2 separate regions of the Mus musculus genome follow, and region 1 is linked to region 2. A link is a contact called in public HiCAR-type data. All regions are on one chromosome and are shown on one strand. Each heading gives the region's core, a stretch centred on a gene start, on an enhancer-like site or on the middle of the called end of the contact. The rest is flanking DNA. Distances are from core to core; before and after follow the strand shown.

The links. HiCAR-type assays count read pairs that join an accessible place to other places.
Region 1: a HiCAR-type map of PVALB interneurons shows a contact between it and region 2, with 4 times the contacts expected there. The contact joins two enhancer-like sites. A contact is called at or near these places in 1 of 39 promoter capture datasets (hippocampal neurons), 6 of 15 datasets of contacts at CTCF or cohesin (the NIH/3T3 cell line, embryonic stem cells, hippocampal excitatory neurons and 1 more), 167 of 484 Hi-C or Micro-C datasets (the 3T3-L1 cell line, 3T3-L1-derived adipocytes, 8-cell embryo and 96 more), 14 of 115 datasets of contacts at active chromatin or transcription factors (the NIH/3T3 cell line, PVALB interneurons, SST interneurons and 10 more) and 4 of 9 other capture datasets (adipose tissue, embryonic stem cells, liver and 1 more).

The regions. Positions count from the first base shown.
Region 1 is chr10:116,193,930-116,199,419 of GRCm38.p6, reverse strand. The region is part of intron 6 of Ptprr (protein tyrosine phosphatase, receptor type, R); the gene reads right to left. Among named protein-coding and RNA genes, the nearest start is that of Taf7l2, 83 kb to the right of the region's middle. Within about 2 kb of position 2,304, at least 45 of the 459 cell types and tissues checked have an H3K27ac peak or open chromatin away from gene starts, as enhancers often do. A contact at or near this core is called in PVALB interneurons and SST interneurons, where this site is marked.
Region 2 is chr10:116,073,568-116,078,766 of GRCm38.p6, reverse strand. The region is part of intron 2 of Ptprr (protein tyrosine phosphatase, receptor type, R); the gene reads right to left. Among named protein-coding and RNA genes, the nearest start is that of Taf7l2, 38 kb to the left of the region's middle. Within about 2 kb of position 2,501, at least 2 of the 459 cell types and tissues checked have an H3K27ac peak or open chromatin away from gene starts, as enhancers often do. A contact at or near this core is called in PVALB interneurons and SST interneurons, where this site is marked.

The DNA.
Region 1 (5,490 bases), core at 1,055-3,554, 120 kb before region 2:
AAAGTCCTGGGTGGCATCGAAAATAAAACATAGTAATTCCAGAGAGATGAGCATTGATGTAGTGTATAAAGGGTTTCCCAAGGCAGCCCTCCTCAGCCTTTACTGGGATCACTCTAGCTTTGTAAAACCAACCTTGGGACTGTAGCAAAGGGGCCTTATTGTTACTTTGAGGAGGACCGCTGTTTGAGTGCGCCACCTACAGGTCATATAGAGAACTACACATCTAAATTAGAAAACTCAAAGTCACCCATGCTCAAAAAATACTTAATTTAGAACATAGCCTGGGGGGCGGAGGGAGGCTCCACCTTCTCAGAAGAGAAGGGGAGGGGAGATGGGGGCAGGGATTGTGGAAGGGAGAAAGGGAGGGGGCAGCGATTGGGATGTAAAGTGAATAAACAAACAAACAAACAAACAAACAAATAAACTGAAAAACGTATTTAGCAAAAAGATCTCTTGTTCCTTTGCTGCTCTCAAAGGTTTTCCATTCAGGACAGAGGAAGTAATAATTATGAACTTACCTCTGTGCATATGCTTCCAAAATCTCTTTTAACCAAACTCCTAAATTGAATTTGCCCAAACTAAGCCAACAATAAGAAAAAAACAAAAAAACAAAAAAACAAACAAACAAACAAACAAAAAAAACCCTAAAACACCCCTGCTAAGAAAACCCAAACCCAAACCTTCAGATCCATCTCTCTCTCCTTTTTGTACGCTCAGTGCCTTAGTGCATACATATGCTTTCTACTTTTTAACAATTTATCTGAGAGCAAATTCACTTTACCACATATGGCTAAGCACAGAACACCCCTTTTCTCCAATTTTTTGGCTGGACTATGTCTATTGCTCTGCCCCCAATAACTCACCGAGGAGGGAGAACATCATAGCATATACCCAGAGTTCAAGTGATGTACTCTACAAGCTGATTTAAACGAGCTGATTTAGACTCTTGCATAGAACCCTGGCAGTTGAAAAAGCCACCATCAGTAGACCAAGATGATAAAGCTCTCTGCTCAAGAACTGGGTGAACAGGGCCAGACGGTGTGCAGAGAGTGAGGGCCCTTGGGATGCTCGGCCCTAAGTGGGATCCCTTCATGCAAACCCTCCCCTCAGAGCTCAGGAAACCCCGTGGAAGAGGAGGCAGAAAGAGCCTAAGATCTAGAGGGGACAGAGGACACCAAGGAGACAGGGCCTACTAAACCCATCTGAACACGCAGAGGCAGAGGCCTGCACAGGGCTGCGATGGGGTCCTGGAGGTGAAAGAAGAGGCAGATGTGTCCCATCCTTAACACAGAAGCTATCTACAGCTGATAACCGCTTCAAATAAAGCATTAGGTTTCTCAAAGGGAGTCTCGCTGGAGAAACTACTCTTCAGGTTAGGCTGTGCACCCAGCGGACATGCAAAACTAACTCAATTGCATTTTTGGAAATTCCCACTTTCATAATGTTGTGTCTTGGCATCCCCCTCCTCCTCCTCTCTCCTCCCTCCCCTCCCTCCCTCCCTCTTCCTCCCTTTCTTTTTAAATTTGTTTTCCTACAGGTCCTTTGCAAGGCACAGAAAGGGGGGAGGGACCTGAAGAGGAGGGGAGGTGTGTGTGTGTGGGGGGGGGGGGGACTGGGAGCAGTAGAGGGAAGGGAAACCATAATACAGATACATTGTATGGATCCCCCCCCCCCCCATCCGAGACAGGGTTTCTCTGTGTAGCTCTGGCTGTCCTGGAACTCACTCTGTAGACCAGGCTGGCCTTGAACTCAGAAATCCACCTGCCTCTGCCTCCCAAGTGCTAGGATTAAGGACAAATATTTTTAATAATATGGAAAAAAAGTAAAATTCAGTTTTCCCAATTCACAATTTCACAATTAGGTGGCAAATGAATCAATAAGCTGCCTCCACTAGAGGGCAATATTTCTCTATATTGGATTCAAATGAACCTGGCCCTAAGCACAGAAACTGATTTGAGAATCTCTGGCCCCTATGCCTCTCCCGGCGTGAGGTCTTGCTAAACGGGACAGCACTTTAATTTATAATATATTCACACATACAAAAGAAGGCAACCGGTTTCAAACTAACTTAATTTGGCTCAAGTTACCTGCCTTTGATGATACATCATTTTGGGATGTTCTGTTAAACGGAGGTCATGGGCCCAAGCCCAAGGAAATCTACTGAGAGCGGGAGGGTGCCTCCCTCCAGAGACAAGCGACGTTCAGGTAGCCTGTGGGATGCACACAATTGTATTCCGAGCCGTATGACACATTTCAAACAGCGCCTTGGGTGAGAGCCTGCCTGCCAGGAAAACCCTGACTCAGTATCTAAGATTCAGAGCTGCTCTCTCCAAATAGTATGCTAGGCTTTCCCTGGGAACTGTCTGCGCCTGCCCTGATTAAAGCGAATCTTGCAAAAAAAGGGTGGCTCACCTAGTTCTGACAACTTGTACATGGAGGACTGGGGTAGGGTCCCCTAGCAAAGCTGGACAGGACAGCTACTTTTATAAAGAAAGTACTGGGGCTAGAGAGATGGCTCAGTGGTTAAGAGCACCGACTGCTCTTCCAAAGGTCCTGAGTTTAATTCAAGCAACCACACGGTGGCTCACAACCATCTGCAATGTGATCTGGTGCCCTCTTCTGGTGTGCCCAAAGACAGCAAAGAAAGTACTCTCCAAAGCGAAGCTCATACTCAACCCATGAATAAAACAATCAGTGAACAGGAGTCTCAAGAATGATGCCAAACCATTCCCCATTCAGGGTCAGAATGACAAGAACGTGACAGAACACCTGCCTTGGGATGGAGAGGTGGCTCAGTGTTTAAGTACATGTGCTGTTCTTTCAGATTCAGCCTTATGCAACACGTAGGAAGCACACTTAATTCTCTCTAAATATAGGTCATAATCTGAATGGCCACAAGAGTTCCCCAGGGTGACTGAATCTGCTCTCTCCACGGCAGGTGTGGAGATGGCTCCCACGTGACTCACCCCAGGGGCCAGGATTTCAGGATCAGGCTGGGTGCACAGAGGGCTGAGAGTCTGTTCTAGTCAATCTCACAAGGCAGCCTGTGTTCTGGGTGGGCTGGTAACAATTACAAGCAGGAGTAGCACTCATTGGGACCCGCTCTGGCATGGTGTCAAGGTGTCACAAGGGAGGGATGGGAAGGCAACCTGAGAAATGGAGCAGTCGTAGTGACGTCTGGTCGTGTCCAGTCTCAAACTGGTGGGTCACCCAAAAACAGAGGCTCAGGGACTGAGGCTGGGCCCATGATGGCCAATACATGGTGGCCAGGGTTTAGCAAAATGTCTTCTTTTTTATTTTTAATTTTAAAGAAATTATGTGTTCGGGCTGGTTATATGACTAAGTGGTAGAGTGCTTACCAAACATGTGAGAGGCCCCGGGTTTGCTTCCAACCCCTCCCCCTGAATCTACCCCTGCTAAATCTCCCTCACGCACACTATAACCTTGGCTCCCACTCTAGTCTCTACTATAACCTTGGCTCCCACTCTAGTCTCTACTATAACCTTGGCTCCCACTCTAGTCTCTACTATAACCTTGGCTCCCACTCTAGTCTCTACTATAACCTTGGCTCCCACTCTAGTCTCTACTATAACCTTGGCTCCCACTCTAGCCTCCCGAGTCTGCATCTGATGCCACTGTGTTCTCTTATGTTGAATATTTTTACATTTTCTTCTCGACTTGCCTAGAGACAAAAGTTCTACATCTTTATCTCTACTTTCTTAGCCTCCTTTTTTTTTTTTTTTTTTTTTTTTTTAAAGAAAATGTTATTAGGGAATACAGAACTCTCTTAAGAATTGTTTGCTAAACTTTCAGAACCCCCGATTTAACCTCATAAAAATGCATGATGTCTATATTGTACAAATGAAGAGGAAATTAGCTTGTCATTCACTGTTAATGAGAGCTTATATGTGTTCCCAATGTTCTCCACACTATCTCCTATTCTAACAGCAATGAGAGCGCTGGTTGGAGTGGCACGAACAAATCTTCCCCGAGGTGTCTCGCCCCTCTGTCTACAGCAAGTATATCCAGATCTAGACAGAGCAGAGACACGCCCTGCCCTGCCCCGTGCACCCAGCATGCTTTGCGCTCAGTTTTGGCTTTGAGTTTTCTTTATCGTTGCTAATATCGCATCTCACTGAAGCTTCTTTGCTGCACTCATATTCTCCACCATTTTGCCAGATGAGCATTTGGACACTAGAATGAGAAGGACCAGGGAGGACAAGAAGGCTGGGACAGACAACATGCTTCCCAACAGGCAATGGCTAATGGCTATCCGCTTTGAGTGGTTTAGTCTGCTTCACCAAGTTCCATCTTCTTGATTTAAAATCTGAAAAGGACTCTGAAAGTGTAGTGGGAAATCTGAGAAGGGAAATGACTGTGTGGCAATATGTCGTGTACCTGTTTTCTCATTATACTGTTTTTAATTTGTTTTCCATGGGATATAGGATTATGTTTGTCTTCTTTTCGCAAAAGGTGGTAGTACAGCATTTGTTTTGGGGGGGGGGGCAGGCTGCTTGCTCTCCACTTGTATCTGCCTCCCTAACAGCCCAGAAACTTAACTACAAATTACTTTGCCAATAGACTAAACTCACGGAGCACGCTTCTTTGACACACACAGAGCAAGTTTCTTCTTTTGTGAGGATCAATGGAGATAAGGCACACGAAGAGCCTGAGTCTTCCTGGGGTCTTTCATTCTACGTGTATTTGCCTGTTCTGTGTTGTGTTAGGATCCTTTATGCTGTCACGGGGAGCAAATGAGTCAGGCTGATAGATTGTGTTCAACAGTGCATAGTTCGGGTAGAACAAACGGTGTTTATTCTAAGGAGACCATGCAGAACACAGCCAGTGGCCTGGAAAGATCAAAGAAACCTGCAGTATGAACTTAACTGTGCTAGAACTGGCGGGGCAACCCTTGGAAAACACAGTGATGCTGCAGTTGTCCCCTTCAGGTCACCTCTGCTTCACCAATGCTCTCATCTTCTTCCTCGACCCAGGAACGCTGCCTGTTAAATGCATCTGGTGGCCACTTTCTGGGAGAATCACCCTCAGGTGACAGGAGCTGAGTAGGACGTTATATCTGCAGGCATCCTGCAGTGGTATGAGGGAATGGGTATCAAGCTCATATCGCTGAAGGTGAGAACCGTCCATGAGCAACCATGGATGATCCAGGGCTCCCTGTGTGGTCAGAGTGAGCGTATGAGCCAACCCCCCTTTGCTTGTCCTCGTGCCTGAGCTGCTTCTCTGCTTCCCTGCTAGGCTTCTCCTTAGAGCATCCTGTGCACAAACCACCTGGACAACGATCTGCGTCTCAAGCTAAGCCTTCACGAAGCCCTACCTCTGACCTCAGAGCAGATTTGAGATTTCACTGCCATTGGATAGAGAGTGCAAGAGTTGACTCTCTGCTCTCACGGCAGGGGGCTGATTTAAAGAATGCAGGCTTTCAATTCTAGAGTTCTTAATACAGTTTATGCCCTGGCATTCGCTCAGTCA
Region 2 (5,199 bases), core at 1,252-3,751:
GCTTTTACTTAGCCTTCATCTGTGAAATGGCCCCCTGGATTTCACTCAGTTCTGCTTTGTCTTTTTGAGGCAAGGTCTCACACTGTAACCTGGGCTGGGCTGGAACCCACAGTGTCATCCTCAAAGTCATGACAGAGTCCTCCTGCCTCAGCCACCGTGTGCGGAGATTATAGGCACGAGGCATTGTACTGAACGCTGAGGTTTTTGTGCTCACTCCAGTAACTGAGTGTGTTCTGTCTCATGTTTGACCTCACTGCTTCTTAGCTTCCACTGGCAGCTCAGACCCAGGCTGGCTAACAGACCCAGGTTAGCCAGTCACACACAAGTAAGAGATGGAAAACTTATTCAAATCACTTATGAAACTATTTTCTATGTATTAACTTGTGGGACAGATAGAAGGCATACATTAAGTGCTGGGATATTTCTGCCCTTTATTTTCTAAATGTCATAAAATTACATATTTTAGGTAGGTAGTTATTCTTTGGCACTCATAGGGGTTGGTCCCAGAATCTTTTATGAACAACAATATCTGAAATGCTTAAGTTGGTTACACAAAAGTGGGTAGTGCTTGCACAGAACCACCACAGTGACTGCCATCCACTTTAAATCATGGATATTTTACAATAATTGACAAAACAGAAGCATTTTATAATTGTTGAAAAGATATATTAGGGGATAACAACAAGAAAAAAATCTCTTCATGTATAGTATAGACATAAATTCAATTTTATGAATCTTTTAATTCAATGGTTGTTTGAAACATGAATTTAGTAAGCATGAATGTAAAGGGATGGCTATATATAGACTATATGACTGTGTATAATACATACATTAACACATCAGTAAATATCTAAGAATCCAGGAGTTAAAACGTCACAGTTATCATCAGAGTTAGGATAGCATTCCATTAAGCCTTTACTTGAACATATGAATCTTTTCTTTTCCTTTCTACAGTTGCATATGTTAAAAGTGACATTCTTTCAAAGCCACTGAGAGTAGAATGACTCTTCTTTCTCTTCCAGTCCCATGATCACATGGAGGTCTGCATGTTGGCACTTAAAGCTCTTCGGAGGCATTTATGCTCAATTCCTGTGTGACACTGAGCAGTAGGAAGGGCAGACAACTCCTGTGACACTGAGCAACATGAAGGACGGAACAATGGAGCAGTATTGCTATTAGACAATTGCAGAACAAAGTCCTGTCAACATCCCATATTTTGACAAGGTTCAAATATCACAGATACATTAATAATTCGTTATGTGTATGGTAGACACCCCATGCATGGTTCTTTTCCACCTTCCTATCTGGAAGCAGGCACATCTTAAGTAGACCCTCACAGTTGTCAGTATCCAGAGAGATGCAGGTTCAATGCAATATAAGCAGACACTGCATTCTGTTGGAAGACTCTCTAGCTCTCCTTTGATTTAGATTTATTCTCTGATCTCCTCTGATGTCTACTGACTAATGATTTTATTTTCTATTTCCTTGTATGGGGCAAATAAAAGCTGACACTGTATTTCGGCACTGGAGAGCAGAGCTTGCCTCTGCATCCATTGTGTCTGCATCTGAGTTCGGGGTCTGGCCCTTACTAATCTCGCCTATCCAGTCACATTACTTAACTTTAAGACCCTCAGTTTCCTCATTTCTGAAATGAGGATGATGAGATAGTGCCCTGTAAATTATTTATGCGCTACATGGTGAGGACTGCGTTTATAACATTTTAAACATAGTACATGCCACATAGGCCGTGCTTACTTTGAGTTCCCAATTCTAGAAACTAGAGTATCTTCCTATGATGGTAAAGGAAAATACAAGACTCTGTGCAAACTGATCTGTGCATATTCTGACTGTCAAGTTTCAAATTCCATTGCCTTTTAATAATTCTGTAAAATCCTGGCAACATACAGGTGGTATTGGATTGACCCTTGGCTTGGGAAATATGGGCTAAGAGGATTCTTCTCTCAATTACAATACATATTCTGGTTACTTGTGAGAAATTTAAAAAAAATAAGCTTAGGGCTTTTTGTTTGTTTGTTTTTACTATTGAAAGGTTGATCCACAAGATCACCAAGCTGTCCAGATGGAAGCTCAGATACAAACAGAATCATAATTGTTTCTTAAGTCAAAGGGTTATCTGGTACCAGTGGCTAGAGCACACAGCTCTAATCTCGGCTGACGAACTCAGGGCAGACATTGTAGAAAAAGTACATGGGAAACAGAAGAACTCCTCCAACATCCATGAGCTTCATGGTCACCGGAGACTTGGGAATCACAAGAAGCACTCATGCAAACTGACGTCTGGGAGTGACACACCTCCCATAGTTCTCATGTGCTGTCTGGAGAAATGGGGAGAGAACAAGGACACAGCAAATGTGAAGAAGCAGTCATCTTCCTACAGCCCAGCTCTTCCTCGACCACGTGGAAACTGCCAGTCTCTGTCAAGCCTCATGGTGTCTCAGAGAATATGCTGTCTGTACAGAGTCTTTTGTTTGGGCGCCTTCAGTCCGATGACTGGAGGCTTGGACAAAGTATGATGGGAAATCTACTTAGAAACTTTGAAGTCCTAGATGAGTAAAGGCATTATTTTTAGTGTTTTTAAACCAAATCTGCATCAAGGAGCAATTTGGGACAAACACTCCCACATGATGTTTTGAGTCTCAGCAAATTCTACTTGTGCTTCTTCCAGAATTGCTTACAATGGGAGATGCTGGTTTCCTTTCTTCTTTCCTGCAGCTGAAGCCATTAGAGGTAGTTGTAGACAATCTCCTGAAGTTGCTTATAATAGTCTGAAATTCGTGCACGTTAGTAAACAGGAAAGATGCCTCTCTTACTCAACAGCACGTCTGACTGCTTAGCATCTTATTCTCCTTTCAAGCAACACTTTATAGGAGAGTACATGTATTTTTAGATGAAAACGTTTAGATAATGTTTGAATTGAATTAGAATCGCATCATCCCGTTCCTCCCTTCAGCCCTCTCCAATGACTCTCCCCTAAATAACATCCATGCCCCATCCATACATTAATAGCCTCTTTTTCTTTATTTTTACTATTCATGTATCAGTGTGTATGCATGTACAAATATATATAAATACAAGTAATTGAGTCGTTTTGTTGTTTGTGGGTGACTATGTGGATTCAGAGCTGACTACTCTGCATTGGACAAACAAAAAGGACTCATCCCAGAGAGAGAGGCTAATTCCCCTTCTCCCATCAGTCATTGGTTGCCTGTACTTCTTTGTCTAGGGGTGGGACCCTATGAAAATTTCTCCCTTCCACATTACCTAGCCTGCTTTCTGGGGCTGATGTGGTCATGAGTCTTAGAAAAGACCTTACCACCTGTACTGGCTAGTTTTGTGTCAACTTGACACAGCTGGAGTTATCACAGAGAAAGGAGCTTCAGTTGAGGAAATGCCTCCATGAGATCCAACTGTAAGGCATTTTCCCAATTAGTGATCAAGGGGGAAAGGCCCCTTGTGGGTGGTGCCATCCCTGGGCTGGCAGTCTTGGGTTCTATAAGAGAGCAGGCTGAGCAAGCCAGGGGAGGCAAGCCAGTAAAGAACATCCCTCCATGGCCTCTGCATCAGCTCCTGCTCCCTGACCTGTTTGAGTTCCAGTCCTGACTTCCTTTGGTGATGAACAGCAGCTTGGAAGTGTAAACCGAATAAACCCTTTCCTCCCCAACTTGATTCTTGGTCATGATGTTTGTGCAGAAATAGAAACCCTGACTAAGACACCACCACAATTTTGATAGACTGGCATAAGTCTTTTCTACATTCTAAATCTTGTCCTTACATCCACAGGTACATGTAGCTACCACCGCTCACCAGACCCACTTCTCCTGACAGGAAATGGAGACCATTGCAGAAAACCACAACTAAACACAGCATAGAGATCAACAGATTGTGGGGAGCCTGGTCACAATGGCTTCATCTACATCACAGCTCATGCATTCGTAATGCAGGGAACACTGCTTGCTGAAGAAGGGAGAAAGGGTTGTAAGAGTCAGAATACAAGGGCATCTGCTGTAAAGTAGGCTTTCCTAGAAATGGCCACAGAAACAAGACCGAAACAACAGCAGTATCAGAGATCCCAGGGAGAACTTCGCAGGCACTCAGGGTTGACAAGCACTGACATAAACTAAAGGAGAGCTTCTGCTGCTAATACTCTAATGTGTGCATAGAGTTATCACTGACAGAGAAGCATTAGTCAGTTGTAGGAAATGGATGCATAGGTTGTGAACACATTTCCTGAGGATATTTTAAAGATTGCATTGACAATGAAAACCACGCATGAACAGATGGACTCAGAGATACTTCTCAAAATGGAATTCAACAGAACATCATTACTTGGTACAGACGAAGTCAAGAGCTCAGAGACCTTGTCAGGAGAGGCTAGGCTGAGTCACAGGAGGTCGATTTTAATTAACGGATGTCTAGTTATAGGTACTCAGGTGAGTGATAGCGTGAGTGACACTTTGACTTGATGCTCTATGACCAGCACCACCTACATGCAAGTCCTCATCTGTGTCACTCACCATTACACAGGAAAAACTTATAACGATGTCCCCATGTATTGGCCAGATGCTGTAAGACTAGCTCTATGGAATGTTTCCGAGAAATTCATAAGTAAATGTAAGAATTTTTGGATGGCGAATATAACGTAGACCACAAAGTTAAATCACGTGGAACAAAGCAGCTAGTCATTACTGCTTCAGGGTAGAGGATGCTGAGTTCCTATGGTGTGCCCTGTGTGAGCATGACAAGCATCTTCCCTGTCAGTTTGTGTAAGCCAGGGCACACCTAATTACATAACTCTCGACTCCTTTGCTTTGTTATGATTTTATTCTTGTCATTTCAGTTGCTTTCCAGAACTCAGAATTTAAATAGTATTTATGTATTTGTTTACACACCGGCTTCCTCCACTAGAAAAAGCAAGGCCAGGGGCATTATTCTTATTGGGGAGGGCATCTCTAGAATTGAAGACAATGATTGGCAAGCAAAATGCTCAATAAATATGAGTTGTATAAGTGAAGGTGCTTGCACACCAGACTTAAGCCAAGGTAAGGATAATATAAACCAGGGGTAGTGAAGAACACATTTAGAAGAAACTTCCTTTGGTCTAACAGGACAAAATGAGAGGTACCCACAGGACAGCAGAATGTTGGTGAAAGAGAAAGAGAATACTTCCTGCACTGTCTC